Linked DNA regions of Hordeum vulgare: region 1 is linked to region 2. The links are chromatin contacts, called in public Hi-C maps. All regions are on one chromosome and are shown on one strand. Each heading gives the region's core, a stretch centred on a gene start, on an enhancer-like site or on the middle of the called end of the contact. The rest is flanking DNA. Distances are from core to core; before and after follow the strand shown.

Region 1 (5,029 bases), core at 357-2,856, 250 kb before region 2:
CCACAAGTCCATGACAAAGTCCCGGAGAACTAAATCAATGAAACTTTCAAAAGCAGCCTCGACAGCAGGCGAATCGACTTTCCTTCTCCATCTTGAAACTGGTGGCACAGTTGAAAGCCGATGATCATTAGCAGACAACTGTCGTTTTGATGCTTGAGACAAATATGGCTGCTTAGGTACAGGCTGACTTCTCCAACGGAACTCCACTTTGAAGGAGACATAACGGAGAAATGCAAGTATAAGAATGGACATGGGAACATTTGTCCACATTGATTTACTTGTATCTATTTCAAAGAAAGAAGATGATAAATGTCAGCAAGGCCGTATATGCAAGATGAGAGCTACAAATGATGTAAAAATCAATAGCTGCATGAAAATACGAGAACAAACCATAGACAACTTCTTCTTGGTTGCCAACAAATTGGTGAACGACGCAGTGAAGCCAAAATAAAAGAGGGAGGGGGGTAGTCAAACTAAATATGTGAATGAAGATTGGCCTATTCTTCTCTTTACCACCTCTGAAGCTAAATCTTGCTCATTTATTTCCACTGGAAAATGGGCTGAGGAAATATGTTGCGCATAATTCACAAGTAATCTACTCACACGAAATGCTAAAAGCCTATTTTGACTCATTCAGCACGAACACATTGGTGTACGTAGGTTTGATCGGCCTCATTTATACTGATCCAAAGCAAACACTGTAAAATTAGAAGATCAACAAATAAGGCATCATTGGTACACTAACCACTACTTGCATTCTAGTGCATTTAGAGATCCATCAAACGACTTACGAAAATACATTATCGCACAAATTTAAGAATTTTTTTGGAGTTTTGATATAACCGAGCAAATCCGCTTCCTAATGATCCCAATTCTCAACTCTACCGCTAAAAGCAGTAACCAATCAAGGGCAAGCAGAAACTAGCAGCTTAAAAGTCCCCAAGCAATAGCGGTCAAAACTCCTAGCTGTCAGATGCATTCCGTAGCAAATTTGCACACAAGCTCTAGTTATCCTGGTAGCAATTGTGTAGATTTCTGATGCATTATCCACCGAATTCCCTCACAATTCCAACACCTGCATCCAACAGCAGCAGACACCCAAATTCCCTGCCGAATACATCCTCGTGCAGAAATAATCTCTAGTGCGTAGCTCGGATAAGCATGCAACGACATGACGATCCAATTCCTACCAGAGCAATCCAATCCCGCATCGGGGTGGCGGTCTTCAATTGCCGCGTACTTAGCGAAGATCGAGGGTGGCAAATGGGGGAGGGGAACGGAGCGGAGCGTAGCTTACGTGTGAGGAAGTAGGAGATGGTGAAGATGCCGAGAGCCCAGGCCACGGTGCGCACCTTGGCCTCCTCGATCAGATCGTCCACGCTCCCCATCGCCTTCCGCATCTCTGCCCGCCGCGGGGCACGGGGAGTCGCGCGGCGCAGAAGACGGCGGTGGCCGGGGATCCGTGTACGCTGGGATCACGCAGGGGCTCCCAACCCTAGGGTTTTCCCGCCGCCGCCGCCGTCGCCGGAGAAGAACTCGGCGGCGTTTTATTTTTTTATTTTTTTGTCTCCTTCCTGTTTCGGAGGCGTGCCCGAGTTGAACCCGCGTCGCTGCGTGCGGCCCGGACAGAGCTTGTCTGCGGCGCGCGCGTGGTTGGCATGTGGACCCAGTATGTCAGCGGGAGCGGGGAGTGTGACTGTTTTAGTTGGTGGGCCCGCGTGTCATCCGGCTGATGCCTGGACAGGTTGGCTTAACGGTTGATATCCTGTAACGATATAATTGTGGCGGTTGGTGTCACCCACATGCTGGGTCCTCTTGGGGCCAACGTACTTGCCATCACCACGAAGAGGGACAGCTAAATTGCGATGTTAGAGCATGGATAAGGGCCATTTCTTTTTCTGGCTTCTAAAATAAACTGAAATAAGTTACCCTTTGCCAGCTTATTTTAGAAACTAAATTAAATATATATTTTTAAAAGTCTACTAATTAAGACTTGACTTGTAAACTTCTAAAAACATATTTTTGTTTGGCTTCTAGAATAAGCTCGGTAGGGGGCAGCTTATTCTAGAAGCTCAAAAAAATCAAAAAAAACTGACCCTAAGGCTGGCGGTAATGGTAGTATCATATACTAGTATCATACTCTCTCCGTTCCATAATATAAGTCTTTTTAGAGATTCCACTAAAGGACTATATACGAATGTATATAGACATATTTTAGAGGATAGATTCACTCATTTTGCTTTGTATGTAGTCCCTTAGTGAAATCGCTTAAAAGACTTATATTTAGGAACGGAGAGAGTATATATATATGATACTAGTCCATGATACCACATCCATAATGCATAGTATCATATGTTAGTATCATAAGTTAGTTCATTTATTGTCATGCAGGACACATAGTAGCACATCACTTAATATGATACGGTATCATGATATGATACTCAACCATCTCTTTCTTCATTTAATTTTATGACACCTGATCAAAATTGTCTAATTGGCATGCATGATACTACATATGATACTCCCATTATGAGCAGCCTAATACTTCATCTGTTTCTAAATATAAGGTGTATTAGGTTTTTAAAAAAGTCAAACCATGTCTATGTTTGACCAACATTATAGCAAAATATATAGTTATTTACAATACCATATATATATAATATTAAAATATATTGCATGATGAATCTAGTGATAATGATTTGGTATTCTAGACCTCGATATTTTGATCTACAAACTCGGTCAAAGCTACACAAGTTTGACTTTTTGAAAAAACTATATACCTTATATTTAGGAACGGAGGGTGTACTATAGCCAACTGCTTCGCTATATGATGTTAGAGCAACTCCAACGCCCCAACCCATTCCGTCCGCCTGCGTCCGTTTAGGTCGCGGCGGACAAAAGTGACACCCAACGCGTCGATCCAAACATAAATCGCGTGCGGACCCATTTTCGGTCCAAAATTACGCCTGAAATGCGTCAACGCGGACACAAAACGGACGCGGTGCGTGCCTTCTCATGTCCACGCCCGTTCAAACGTGGCGCCCGATCAAAGCCAGCGACATCTTTATTAACGACGCCCGCCCACCGCGGACCCATGCGTGAGCGACCCACTAGCGTCCTTTTTTAATCCGAGTGTGCGGGGAAGGCGGCTTCATCCTCTTCCAGAAGCCGCCTCCGTCCTCATCTAGCCACCCGTGCTCCCCCGCCGGCGGCAAACCCTAGCCACCACCACTATGGGGTTCTTCTCCGTGAATGACAAGGGCAAGTCCGCCGCCGTCCCTATCCATGCACCAGCGTCTTCCCGTCCGCCTCGCCAGCAGGTCAGCCCGCCGGTGCACCACGCGAGGTGGAACTAGGAGCATCGCATCCTGACTTGCACTCTCTGGCAATAGCTACACGAATGTTGATTCTGTGACAACAACCCTTCCCCTGCAATGACACCAGAAGAATGCTGCTAGCACTCCCCGACAACGAAACTAGAAGAATGTTGTTGATGGCCCACCAGCACGTGGGTTCGCAGCAGTTTTCGAGGGTAGAGTATTCGACCCAAATTTGTTGATCGCCAAAGAGGAGGTGAGAGAATACTCTCGAGTATTAGCAGCTGAATGTGTCAGATTCAACCACACCTGAAAGATTAGTATCTGCAAGCAAAGTAGTAACAGCAAAGTAGCGAGTAACAGCAGTGGCAAGGAACAGCAGTAGTGACAGCAGTAGCAAGTAGCAACAGTAGCAAGCGACGGTGGTAGCAACAGTGGCAGCAGAGCAAGACAAGTAACAGCAGCAGCAACAGTAGTAACAGCAGTAGGACAAACTCGTAGGCAATGGGTCGGTGATTTGTTTGGATGATATTCATCATGCAACAGTTATAACACAGAGAGATATGTGGCTAGCTCCTGTTCGTCAATGTGATGTAGGCATGCATTCCGTGTGTCGTCATACGTGCTTAGGGAAAAGAACTTGCATGACATCTATTGTCCATCCCTCCCGTGGCTGCGGGGTCCAAAAGGAAACTACGGGATATTAAGGTTCTCCTTTTAATAAAGAAACGGACCAACGCATTAGCACTTGGTGAACACATGAACTCCTCAAACTATGGTCATCACCGGGAGTGGTTCCGGTTATTGTCACTCCTGGGTTGCCGGATCATAACGCATAGTAGGTAACTACAACTTGCAAGATCGGATCTAAAACACACATATATCAGTGGCAACATAATAATTTCAGATCTGAAATCATGGCACTCGGGCCCTAGTGACAAGCATTAAGCATGGCAAAGTAGTAGCAACATCAATCTCAGAACATAGTGGATACTAGGGATCAATCCCCATCAAAACTAACTCGATTACATGATAGATCTCATCCTACTCATCACCGCCCAGCGAACCTACGAATAGATTACTCACGAACGACGAAGAGCTTCATGGAATTGGAGAGGGAAGAAGGTTGATGATGACGATGGTGACGATTTCCCCTCTCCGGAGCCCAAAACGGACTCCAGATTTGCCCTCGAGATGAAGAACAGGATGTGGCGGCGCCTCCGTATCGCAAACGCGACGAAATCTTCTCTTTTTATTTTTTCTGGGACGAAAGTGAACTTATAGAGCTGAGATTGGGGGCGACAGAGCCGTGTGGGCCCCACAAGCTTGCCCACCGCCACCAAGGGGGTGGCAGTGGCAGGGCTTGTGGCCCACTGGCCCACCCCCTCAGGTGGATCTTTGCGCAGGTATTTTTCATATTTTCCAAAAATGTTCCCCGTAAATTTTCAGGACGTTATGAGAACTTTGATTTCTGCACAAAAAAAACACCAAGGCAATTCTGCTGAAAACAACGTCAGTCCAGGTTAGTTCCATTCAAATCATGCAAATTAGAGTCCAAACCAAGGGCAAAAGAGTTTGAAAAAGTAGATACGATGGAGACGTATCAACTCCCCCAAGCTTAAAACCTTGCTTGTCCTCAAGCAACTCAGTTGACAAACTGAAAGAGAAAGAAAAACTTTGACAAACTAAGTCTAACTCATAAGCAAAATTTC
Region 2 (5,266 bases), core at 1,547-4,046:
AAAAGGAAAGAAATATTTTTTTTAAAGAATATGAATGTTTATGTCGACAAACACGCTTGAACGCTCTACTTATGCACAAAGTATTAGAGCATCTCCAGCCGTTCGCCCCCAAGGGCCTGAAATAGCGCCGCTTGGGGCGAACCGGCACTAAATTCGGCATGGGGGGGGGATCGGGTTCCCACCTGACCTCCAAGGTCGCCCCCAGCAGATGCTTTTGGCCCAATTTCACCGAAAATTCGGCCCGATTTTGGCTCACTTTTGACACAAATTCAACAAAAACTATTTTTATGACAAAGTTCATCACTGAAATCAATACAAATCAAATAGTTCAACAAAGCAAGCTCATCATAATTCAAACACAAATTAAAACAAATCGAACTAGGTATTTCCTTTGAGCCTCCATAGGTGCTCCACCAGATCGTCCTGCAGTTGTTGATGCACCTGTGGGTCTCGGATCTCCTGACGCATATTGAGGAAGGCAACCCATGTTGCCAGTACCACGTGATCAACAACTGCAAGAGGACCCTGACTAAAATATGGTTCAGTGTCAAACACTCGCTCTTCCTTCTCGATCTCAATGATCATGTTGTGCAAGATGACACATCAATTCATCACCTCCCACATGTGAGATTTCGACCAGGTCAGAGAAGGCTACCGGACAACAGCTAATCGAGATTGGAGCACACCAAATGCTTGCTCGACATTCTTCCTGCAAGCCTCCTAACACTTAGCAAAGTGTGACTTCTTGCCTCCTGGCACAGGGTTTGAGATATTCTTCACAAATGTCGACCATCTCGGATAGATACCATCCGCTAGATATAGTATCTCTTGTTGTAGTGGCACCCATTGAGCTCGAAGTTCATCGGAGGAGCATGACCTTCAACAAGCTTTGCAAAGACATTCCAACACTGTCGTACGTTGATTTCATTGTGAGTTCCTGGCATGCCAAAGAAGGAGTGTCAAATCCATAGGTCCTACGTGGCCACTGCCTCAAGTACCACATTGCAACCTCCTTTGGTGCCTTTATACATCTAGTGCCAAGAAAATGGACATTTTTTTCCATGCCCAATTCATGCAGTCGATGCTTCCAAGCATCCCAAAAAATCCTCTTTCTGCACTCTGTGCTAGGATCCGAGCAGTGTCTTCAGCATTGGGTGATCGCAAGTATTGTGGCCCAAACACTGCCACCATTGCCTTGCAGAACTTGTACAAACATTCAATGGTGGTGGGCTCAACCATGCGTCCATAGTCTTCATGTATATCACCGGGATCTCCGTACGCAAGCATCCTCATAGCTGTGGTGCACTTCTGGAGTACCGTACCCGTGCAATCCTTTTTGCAAATGAAATAGCTGTCCAACTCCCGGATGGCATTTCGGCCCATCCGATAACGACGTCAAAATACTTTCTCTCCATGCAGAGGAGCGTCGGCAAAGTAGTTGGTGTAGAGCACGCAATAGCCCTCCCGACGCCGAGCCACCTCGCTGCGGCTTGGCAAAGTTCGCGAAGAGGCCGGCCAGCGCGACGAGGATCATGAGGTGTTCTTCATCGACGTGTCGTCCTCGACTTCCTCCTCCATCAAAGCCACGAATGCGTCCTCGTTGTCTGAGTCCATGTCCGTGCCGGCAAATTGCCGAACACCTCGCGGGCATGGTGGGTGGGAAGCCGTCGGTGAATGGTCTGAAAAGCTCGCCCAAGAGAGTGGGATGGATGCTGCCATGAAACCGGCGAGGAAATGACCTTTTCTACCAGCGGGGTAGCGGCTGTGGGCAGGTGGGCAGCACCGGGATTGGCATGACGGCGAGGCTTCCTGTGGCGCGGGAGGGCGAATCTGGCGGAGGAAAGGCGTTTCTCGCCTGACAATGGCGTCCCACACGCCACTTTTCCTTCCGCCGGACCACCCAACTGCCCCCCCAACGCGCTAGGTTTGGCCTGGGATCGTCGACCCATAAAATGGGCCCAACCGGCCAAAAACGATGCCCTGGGGGCGCGACTAGGAGGATTTTTTACCGCCAATGTCTAAAAAGGGGCCTGGGGGCAGGGACGGAGCCAGCATGCAAGCATAGGAGGGGCAAGTTTGTTCATGGAGGGGGCAAGGTTCATATGAATTGAATTTTTTTACCACAACAACCATTATCATTGTAGAAAAATTAATTTGTTAGGGGGGTTCTAGCCCCCCCCCCTCCCCCCTAGAATCGTCCCTGTCTGGGGGAGGGGGGGGGGCTGTTGGGGGCGCGAGTGGAGATACCCTTATGAAGAAATAATATTCATGGTGAGAAAAATCAGTCTCCAATTTTTTTTACAAAATGACCATTTAAGAGCATCATTTTCTTTCTAGAGCAGAAACAAGTTCAATTCACTTTCACAAAAATTTACACATAGCTACAACATGCAACCATGTTTGTTCCAAACAAATTTGAAATATTTAATATTTCTTTAAATGTTATTGTTCACACTGATGCATGTGAAGTCAGAGAGAAATAATCTACGTCCACATCCCTATCTTCAAATTGTGCAACGAGCCAAAGCAAAAGCAAAAGAAAACAGTTGCTGTCAAACAAAAAAAAAAAGCAAACCTAAACTGTGAACTTTATTATTTACACCGGTGCATGCGTACTCAAAGAGAAATAATCCGAAAGTCTGGAAAAAAGGCAAACCCAAACTGTGAAAAAATGAAAAATAAAACGAAAAAAATTGGGGCATTCCGAGAATTGAACTCGGGACCTCTCGCACCCTAAGCGAGAATCATACCACTAGACCAAATGCCCTTCTTGCTACACTCTTCCTAACAGCTTATTCATACCAAGAACTGGGATCATCGCTGCCACGCGGACCCGGTTCCTGCCCCGTCGACTTCAATCCCTACTCCATTCCCCTCTCCTCACGTCGCGCCGCCGCCGCCGCCGCCGCCTCGTCCTACTTCGTCCACCGCATGTTCGTACTGCTGCAGTAGTTGAGGGACGACGTCGTGTTTGCACGGTCTTTCAAATCGCTGGATCTCGCGGGTGCGGAGCCCTTTTTCGCCATTCAAGGAAGTTTCTTTCGACGGAAACATGCGGTTCAGGGCGACGGTGATGAGCGGCTGCTGCTGCCGTGCGATGCGCCGCGGGCTTCTTTTTGCAGGCAAACCGCCGCGCCTAATTCTGGCAAACGTGGGGAGCAGAGCAGCATTTCCTGCAGTGAGGTAGAGCAGGGTGTCTCTTCTCAACTTCGATGAGGATGGAAGATGCTCCTGAATAGCAGCGCTCTCTGATGATGCGGTTGACATCCAACTCTTCATGACAGTCGCAGAAGCTCATCGATTATTTATTTCGTTCTGAGAAGAACCTCATCATTATTGGGTATTTCGGAGATGAAGGCCATTAAGTATTGTTTGTCAGTATACCTTGTGCACGACCGACTAGATGATGCCTGCGCCTTTTCTCCCTGTTATGGCCTGCCAAGCAGAATTACCGCACTCATGACGGTAACCTATCTTTGTTCGGCCTGATTTCAACTGCATATGGTGGATTCAAGTATGTGGTCTAGTTTTTCACTAATTGATTCCATTTCACATGGCCAAGATTGCAGATCATTGTGTGGTGGATCTTGTCACAGGTGGCCACGACATGCCAGTATGCCAGGGCAACTCCAAGAGGTGGACAGTTCATGACCTGAACTAGGTGAGCACATTCCTGGAGGTTGAGTCAACTAGCAGACCTTACTATCTTCTTATTTCTGCCCCCTTGACCTCTATCAAGCAGAAAATGGGACACCCGTGCGGTTTATTCTGCCTGGAACAATCGGAACATGGCATCGAAGCATGCTTGCAGAATTTTGATGCATGGGTCGTGGATCATTCTGTAGATAGCGAGCGGTCCTCCAACAAACGCAAATTCCACAGCTCACATTTCTTTTCTTTTGGTTGCTGCGTATCAGTCGACAATGTAGATTAATTCTGAGTAATGTTAAACACTCGTGCATATGCTTTGCCACCAATTGTAGGGGCATCGCCTGTTTGTAAGCTCACTTATTGATGCCTGTTGCACAAACAAGATGAAACAACATAGACTTGTCTATGACACTAACAGCTACGCCATATAACTGTAGCGCAAAACTTGCTCCATATTGTTTAGATGATCACTGGCTTCGCTTCCATTGGCTTTGTGATTCTCAACTATAAATGGAGTGCGCCTGAAGAGCTGAACGGTATGCAACTTTTCTTCCTTCCTCTTCTCTTCCATCACTCATTCACACCAACCATCACAAATATGTCTTGCCGTCTAAGATCTACAAGTCTGCCTTCTAGGCCTCATTTTAGTGAAATCAAAGCAGAAGAAGAGTTGCACAGCCTAAAAACACGCTTCTGTAGGCAGCCTACTACCCTTGTCACACTGAATGATGGTTTGAGGAAGCTTGCACATGTCTACAACTGTGTTGAGGAGATTGTGCGCTTGCCAAGGAACCAAGTTGACCTCTGCTTGCCCCAGCAAAAGAAAATGGTGGAGAACGAACTGGAACAGTCCCTTGCGCTGCTTGATATCTGCAGTGCTATGCAAGTGAACTTTGCCGAGTTGAAGATGAGTATCCAAGAGCTGCAACTAGCCCTTAAAAGAGGAGATCATGCCACTGCCAATCTCAAAATTGAGTCTTTCTTCCGTTCAGCAACGAGTATGCAAAAGCATTTCAAGAAATACAGCAGCAAAGCTACTCCTGAAGGTCTCAGCCTTGTCAGGCTACTAGCAAAAGCCAGAGAGATAGCTGTCTCCCTACTTGAATCTGCATGATACCTCATGCCCAAGCAGATTGCCACATCCAATTCTAGCAAATGGTCTCTGGTATCCAAAGGTTCCAGAAAATAAAAGTTGTATGCGAGGAGGGTCAGCTACAAGCATTAGAGTGCAGAATTGGAGGCCTTGAGAATAGTGTACGGTTTCGTTCAGGAGATTGATCCAGACTAGGGTCTCTCTCCTGAACATTCTTAGCTCATCCATATGCCTTGCTGCTCTGGCACCCTATGAATGGCATCCACCTTTTAAGGGGTTTGCCAACCTTGTGTAAGTCTATGTAGTGTGTATGCTGAGACCACATGCACATATTACTGGTAGACTAAAAGGAAAAATGCGTTCAGGGGCGAACCCAAGATCGAATTTTAGAGGGGGCAAAGATGTGTTAATTGAGAAAAAAAAATCTTTGCTAAGTGGGCGCAAATCACTATTTAACTTGATATATTACAAAGACACAGAAAATTGAGTAGGGGCAGCTGCCCCCATTGCTTGAATTCTGGA

What was found. A called contact is a pair of places that touch in the nucleus more often than the background predicts.
Region 1: a contact with region 2 is called in a Hi-C map of seedling, with 3 times the contacts expected there. The contact joins the promoter of LOC123448013 here to the promoter of LOC123448008 in region 2. A contact is called at or near these places in 3 of 6 Hi-C or Micro-C datasets (leaf and seedling) and 1 of 1 datasets of contacts at active chromatin or transcription factors (embryo).

Annotation. Positions count from the first base shown.
Region 1 is chr4H:97,724,707-97,729,735 of MorexV3_pseudomolecules_assembly, reverse strand. LOC123448013 reads right to left here and starts at 1,606. Exons shown (of 15, transcript XM_045124770.1): 1 at 1,298-1,606; 2 at 1-284. The coding sequence starts at 1,400.
Region 2 is chr4H:97,476,463-97,481,728 of MorexV3_pseudomolecules_assembly, reverse strand. LOC123448008 reads left to right here and starts at 2,796. Exons shown (of 13, transcript XM_045124765.1): 1 at 2,796-3,465; 2 at 3,570-3,661. It overlaps TRNAP-AGG (a tRNA gene), which reads right to left and starts at 2,767; the gene lies at 2,696-2,767.